Regions from separate parts of the Sus scrofa genome. Here region 1 is linked to region 2. The links are chromatin contacts, called in public Hi-C maps. All regions are on one chromosome and are shown on one strand. Each heading gives the region's core, a stretch centred on a gene start, on an enhancer-like site or on the middle of the called end of the contact. The rest is flanking DNA. Distances are from core to core; before and after follow the strand shown. Region 1 overlaps LOC110257457 (a long non-coding RNA gene). Region 2 holds the start of SRXN1 (sulfiredoxin-1).

Evidence for each region. Hi-C and Micro-C count contacts between places; a contact is called where the count stands out from the background.
Region 1: a contact with region 2 is called in a Hi-C map of skeletal muscle, with 4 times the contacts expected there. The contact joins the enhancer-like site here to the promoter of SRXN1 in region 2. A contact is called at or near these places in 1 of 5 promoter capture datasets (fetal skeletal muscle), 20 of 47 Hi-C or Micro-C datasets (alveolar macrophages, blood, brain and 14 more) and 2 of 2 datasets of contacts at active chromatin or transcription factors (alveolar macrophages and skeletal muscle).

Annotation. Positions count from the first base shown.
Region 1 is chr17:34,666,117-34,669,014 of Sscrofa11.1, forward strand. All of the region lies in intron 2 of LOC110257457 (a long non-coding RNA gene), which reads right to left. Among named protein-coding and RNA genes, the nearest start is that of CSNK2A1, 25 kb to the right of the region's middle. Within about 2 kb of position 1,590, at least 3 of the 83 cell types and tissues checked have an H3K27ac peak or open chromatin away from gene starts, as enhancers often do. A contact at or near this core is called in skeletal muscle, where this site is marked.
Region 2 is chr17:34,581,003-34,583,702 of Sscrofa11.1, forward strand. It overlaps SRXN1 (sulfiredoxin-1), which reads left to right and starts at 1,375. Exons shown (of 2, transcript XM_003134361.4): 1 at 1,375-1,646. The coding sequence starts at 1,476. LOC106506648 (a long non-coding RNA gene) reads right to left here and starts at 1,361. Exons shown (of 3, transcript XR_002339912.1): 1 at 1,142-1,361.

The DNA.
Region 1 (2,898 bases), core at 340-2,839, 85 kb after region 2:
GTGGGTGTGGCCCTGAAAAGCCAAAAAAAAAAAAAAAAAAAAAAAAAAAAACCAAACAAACAAACAAAAAAAGGAAAAGGAAAAAAAAACCAAACAAACCATGATTATGAGAAGGGGCCCATCCCATTATCAAATGCCAAAAGGATCCATGACACAAAAAATTTAAAAGTCTCTGCTTGATATGAAGCCATTTTCATTTTTAAATGAGTTGAGCTTCTGGGATATTCTCAGATCCTCACATCCAAATCTACAGGGCAGCCAGGTAGCACACCTGAACCCCATGGACAAGGTTTACAACAAAACTAGGTGACAAGACAGCCCCACGAATCTCCAGGTACAAGTGGATGGAGACAAACCTGCACAAGAACAAGGTCTGCCTGGGAGGACCCTCCCACTGTACTTGTCTCGGGGATGCATGGATTAATAATAAAGTCTCAGTCCCTGCCCTAGGGCCAAGGGTCAGTGGGGGACAGAGATTGTTACAGAATATCAAATTGCAACTGTGACAAGAGTAATTCTAAGAGTGTCAGACTCTAAAATTATACAGCAGAAGCTGTCTGAAATATTTCGTGCTTAAAGAAAAAAAAAAAAACACAAAGGAAGAAAGAGCTTGGTAGACTGGTAGACAGACAGAAGGACACACTGATAACTCCTCCTTTGCAGGCCCAGCTCAGTGGCCATGGTGGCAGCTGAGGGCAGCTGTCCACCCCCGTGGGCTGGAGGGGAGCTTCCCAGCCCGGAGCCCAGGCCTCAACACCCACTGCCCCCGTCTTCCTTCACGATGAATCACATGTTTGTGGACTGAAAGACAAGGTGATCCGGCCAGGAAGTCTGCAGAGTCATCAGAACAGACACGGCCCCTCAAAGCGGAAAAAACACAAGCCTTCAGAGGCTGGAGACATGGGTTCAAGTCCCAGCCTGGGCAGCAGAAGTCACGGCGTGAGCTCACAGAGATGTCAGAGGCGCAGAGAGATGACACCTGCCAGGTATCCCATGGCTTCACCTGCAGATGCCTCTAGACTCCCAGGTGGGCTCTCCAGGCCCTCGGCTCCCCTGAAGGGGAAGCTGGAGGCCCTGGGCAGCCACTGAAGATCGGGATGAGGAGGTGGGCAAGTTCTGCCCTCCTCAGGCTCTCCAGATACTCAGGTGGCATCGAGCAGGACAGGAACAAAGCCCTCGGGGCACAACCACACTTCTCTTCACTCTCAGAGCAAGCCCAGCAGGTAGGTGTCCTTATCCCCATCTGACGGATGAGAAAACTGAGGCTCACGAGGGGAAGAAGGTGACCTGAGGTCACACGGCCCTATGTGCTTTGACTCCGGTCACTGGATGGGGACACCTCGCCTCCCAGGGACAGCTCTGTCCTGGCGACCCCGACCTCACGCCCAGCCTGGAAGCCCGTTCAGGGGTGCGGCCGTCTCCCTGTGAACAAGTCTATTTTTAGTGTCGGCAGCAGGGGCTAGGGGCCAAAGCCAAGAGTGACAATGGGGGGAAGGGGGTGGGGCTGCTGGCGGCCGCCCCCGCACCCAGCAGCCGCCCCATTTCCTCGAGGAACCAGGCTGCGCACAATACAAGGAAAGCCGAGTGGGGAGCGGCTGGGGGCTCCCGTGGGGGGGCTGGCCTGGCCCATCAGGGCAGCTGGGGGCCTGGAGGAGGCCGCCAGACCTGGGGGAAATGGACCGTTAGTCCAGCTGCCAGGCCTGGGCAGGAGTGATCTTTCATGCTCACATACACACACTCCCAACCCACATTTATTTTCTCACACATATGCACACTCACCTTGATCTCTCTCTCACACAGACTCATTCTCTGTCTGTCTTTCACATGCACTCACCCGTACACACACACATATATTTTACTAACTCCTAGGCTAGGGCATGGCCTCACCTCTGGTCTCAGGCACAAAACTGGGCCCTGGGGACTCAATGAGCTGAGAATCCCAGCGAAGCCAACCAGGAGTTGCCATCAAGCCCAGGTGGGAAATGCCGTCACGAGCATCCCAGATCCTTTGCCGGATCCTGGCTTCTGGGGGACAGGTGTCCCTGCTGGGGAGGGTCCCAAGCACAAAAGGATACATGCTGTCTAGTTTCACTTATATGAAATTCCAGAAGAGGCAAAAGCGAGCGACAGTGATAAATCAGATTCGTGGTGGCTGGGGGCCAGGGGGTGGGCGTGACAGGTGAGGGACGCGAGGGAGATTTTGGGGGTGATGGGGATGTACTGCATTCTGATTGGGCGGTGGCTACACAGGGTGTATATTTGTCAAAACTCATGGAAAGATACTTTTATTTATTTTTTGCCTGCCTATGCGGCAGGCAGAAATTCTGGGGCCCAGGATCGAACCCAAGCTACAGCAGTGACAATGCCAGGCCACCAGGGCACTCCAGAAAGATATGCTTTAAATGGATAACATGGGTCCCTTAGGTTTTATATTAATTATTTCCTGATGCAGTTGATGTAAAAAATCAGCATCCTCCTCTCAACCTTGAGGATTTAAGATCGTCACGGGATGGAGGTGGACCGTGTTCTTTTTGGTGATGGAGGGAGCCTCCTCCCAAAGGGCTCTCAAGGCCCAACACTCGGGGTGCATTTAGGTCTCTGCTTAGCTTTTTTCCAGGTGTGGAGGGTGCCAAGCAGGGAAGGTGGGCTGCTGTTCATGGAGCACATGCTAAGGGAAGCGCTGACCTCTAGTTCTGGGTAATTCACTTCCCCCAGCACCCAGTGAAGCAGGTGCTCTTAGCGTGTCCACTTTAACAGAAAAGGAAAAAGGTGAAGGGGGAGTGGGTCTTGCTCAAGATGGTACAGCTGGCGGCCAGGGGGAGGGGGCCTTGAACTCAGCTTGGCCCCAGAGCCCTGTACCCCACTCTATGCCACGTGTGAGAGGGTGCTGGGGCCACT
Region 2 (2,700 bases), core at 125-2,624:
TATGTTGCTACATTTCCAAGAGGTTTGTGCTACAGTGATAATAACTAGAACAGCTCCCAAATAAAGTACCCGCATACAAGTCCCAGACTTGGGATCTACTTCTGGGAGAATCCAAACTAAAACAAAAGGATATTGCATAGATCCTAGAATGTCTCCAGCTTCCAGTCCCAAACTTACATTAGCCCCAGAGAAAGGTACCTCACCTTAATCTCAACAGGAGGCTTAAGTCTCCATCCTGACATTGTTCAGCTACTTCTTCACCAGCCTTGGATATGCCTACCTCCAGACATCTTAATTATGTGAAAATACAAATCTTCTTAACGCTTATAGCCATTCTGAGTTGAGTCACAGGTATCTCAACATACAAACCAACAGTGGGTACAGAACACACTCTGAAGTCAGGCTGCTAGGATTCAAACCCTGGTCGAGCCACTTACTAGCTCATTACCTTAGGCAAGTCTCTCTCTCTCTCTCTCTCTCTTTTTTTTTTTTTTTTTTTTTTTTGTCTTTTTGCCATTTCTTGGGCCCCTCTCAAGGCATATGGAGGTTCCCAGGCTAGGGGTCGAATCAGAGCCGTAGCCACCGGCCTACGCCAGAGCCACAGCAACGCGGGATCCGAGCCATGTCTGCAACCCACACCACAGCTCACGGCAACGAGGATCCTTAACCCACTGAGCAAGGCCAGGGATCGAACCTGCAATCTCATGGCTCCTAGTCGGATTCGTTAACCACTGAGTCACGACAGGAACTCCCTGGGCAAGTCTCTTAAACCAAGCTGTGCCTCAGTTTCCCCCGTCTGCAAAATAGGAGTTAATCATACCTAGTTTGCAGACTTGTTTTGAGGTTTAAATAAACTAATGTACATGCAAAGTGTTTAAGACAGTGCCCGACACAGCACCAGATTCGTCAGACTCGTAATATTACTGTTGTTGGTAGGTATTATTATTACTTCTACCGCTATTACCGCTAAGGCTCCAAAGGCTGGGCTGCCAAGAGCGAGGTTTTGCCAACTCACTCTCGCCGGGCAGATCTGGCCCCTTCCACGCCGCGTCCCCGCCCCCGCCTCCCGCGGACCTGAGTCACCCCGGTGTGTGACGCACAGCCATCGGCGCCCCTCCCGCCCCACGACCTGCAGACTCACCCTGAGTCAGCCTGCCCGGACGCTTCCACTCCCGGGACGCCGAGCGGAAGAGGAGAAGCGGTGCGGCGCCCCCCAGCGGAGAGCCGGAGCCCCGCGTGCATCCCGCGGCGCCGGGCGAGTGGAGCCGAGGTCCCGCGGGGACGCGCGGGGGATGGGCCGGACCACTGCGGGGCCGGGGGAGAGAGACGCACTGGCCGGGCCCCCCGCCGCCTGCGCAGAATGGTACGGCCCGGCCGGGGTTAAAGCCCTTGGGAGGAGGTGCGTCTAGTGGCGGCGGCGGTAGCGACGGCGGCGAGATGGGACTGCGTGCGGAGGAGCGCTGGGCAGGGCCGGGATGGGCCGGGGGTCGCCCGAGGGACCTGGGCCGAGCGGCAGCGCGCAGGGCGGCAGCATCCACTCGGGTTGTATCGCCGCGGTGCACAACGTGCCGCTGAGCGTGCTCATCCGGCCGCTGCCGTCTGTGCTGGACCCGGCCAAGGTGCAGAGCCTCGTGGACACGATCCGGGTGAGGCCCTGGGGGAAGCTGGCAGCTGGGAGGGCTTCAGAGGAGGGAGGATGCGCCGGACGCCAGACGGGACTGGTTCAGTCTCCCCCGCAGCTCAGCATTTGCTGTGTGACCTTGAGCAAGCTGCTGGGCCTCTCTGGACCTCTGTTTCCTCTTTGAGCAAGGAGATTGGAGGAGAGAATAAAAATAACAATCTCTGACTCCTATCAAGATGGTATTTGAAATGGCCCAGGAGCTCTTTTAAGTGCTTAGCTTCTTCATGCCAATCCTGAGAGGTTCTTTTACAGACGAGGAAATAAGGCACAAGAGGATTCAAGCAACTTGTCCAAGGTCAGGCATTTAAGAAAGTGGTACAGCCTGGCCACAGTGCCCAGCTGCATGGCCACCACATTATCCTAAGATAAGATGTGTGGTCACTTCTGGCTGTGGCAGTGGGACTGGGGTGGGGGTGGGGTCCTGTCTGCAGAGAGGGCCTTGTTTGAACTGGAACTGGGAGAGGAACAGGTCAGCCACAGCTCAGAGAGGATGCTGGAGAAGGCTGGTGTGATCCTGGCAGGAATGAGAGGGGAGGGAGGGGCCATAGGTGTCCTGCATGACATCTTGTCCCCCTCCCCCAGACCCTTGGAGGGTGGCCATGTGAGACCCTGAGGCCCCACCAGACACCTCTCCTGCTTCCAGGCATGTCTTTCAGTCCTAGACTTTGCACTGCTGGTAGTTCCTCCTGCCTGGAACTGCTTCCCAGAGAGCCTGCTGCCCCTCTGGGGTTAGGTCCCTGCCTCCCTGTTCTGTGGCTCCCCCCTTAACCCGAGGTATTTCTCCTTGCAGGGTTTGTGTCCCGCTGAGTTATTTTATACATTTGTTTGGGTTTTATTGTCCCTCCTCCCCACCTCGTGTGAACTCCATAGAAGCAGAGACTTGGTCCTATCTTGCTCTTTCCGTGACATGAACACGGTGCCTGGCTGTTGTTGAAGGATCTGGCCCTGTGTGCTCTCTCCCACCACTGGGCCTTTGCACAGACTTTCCACCCCACCCCACCCCTGGAAAACTCTTTCGT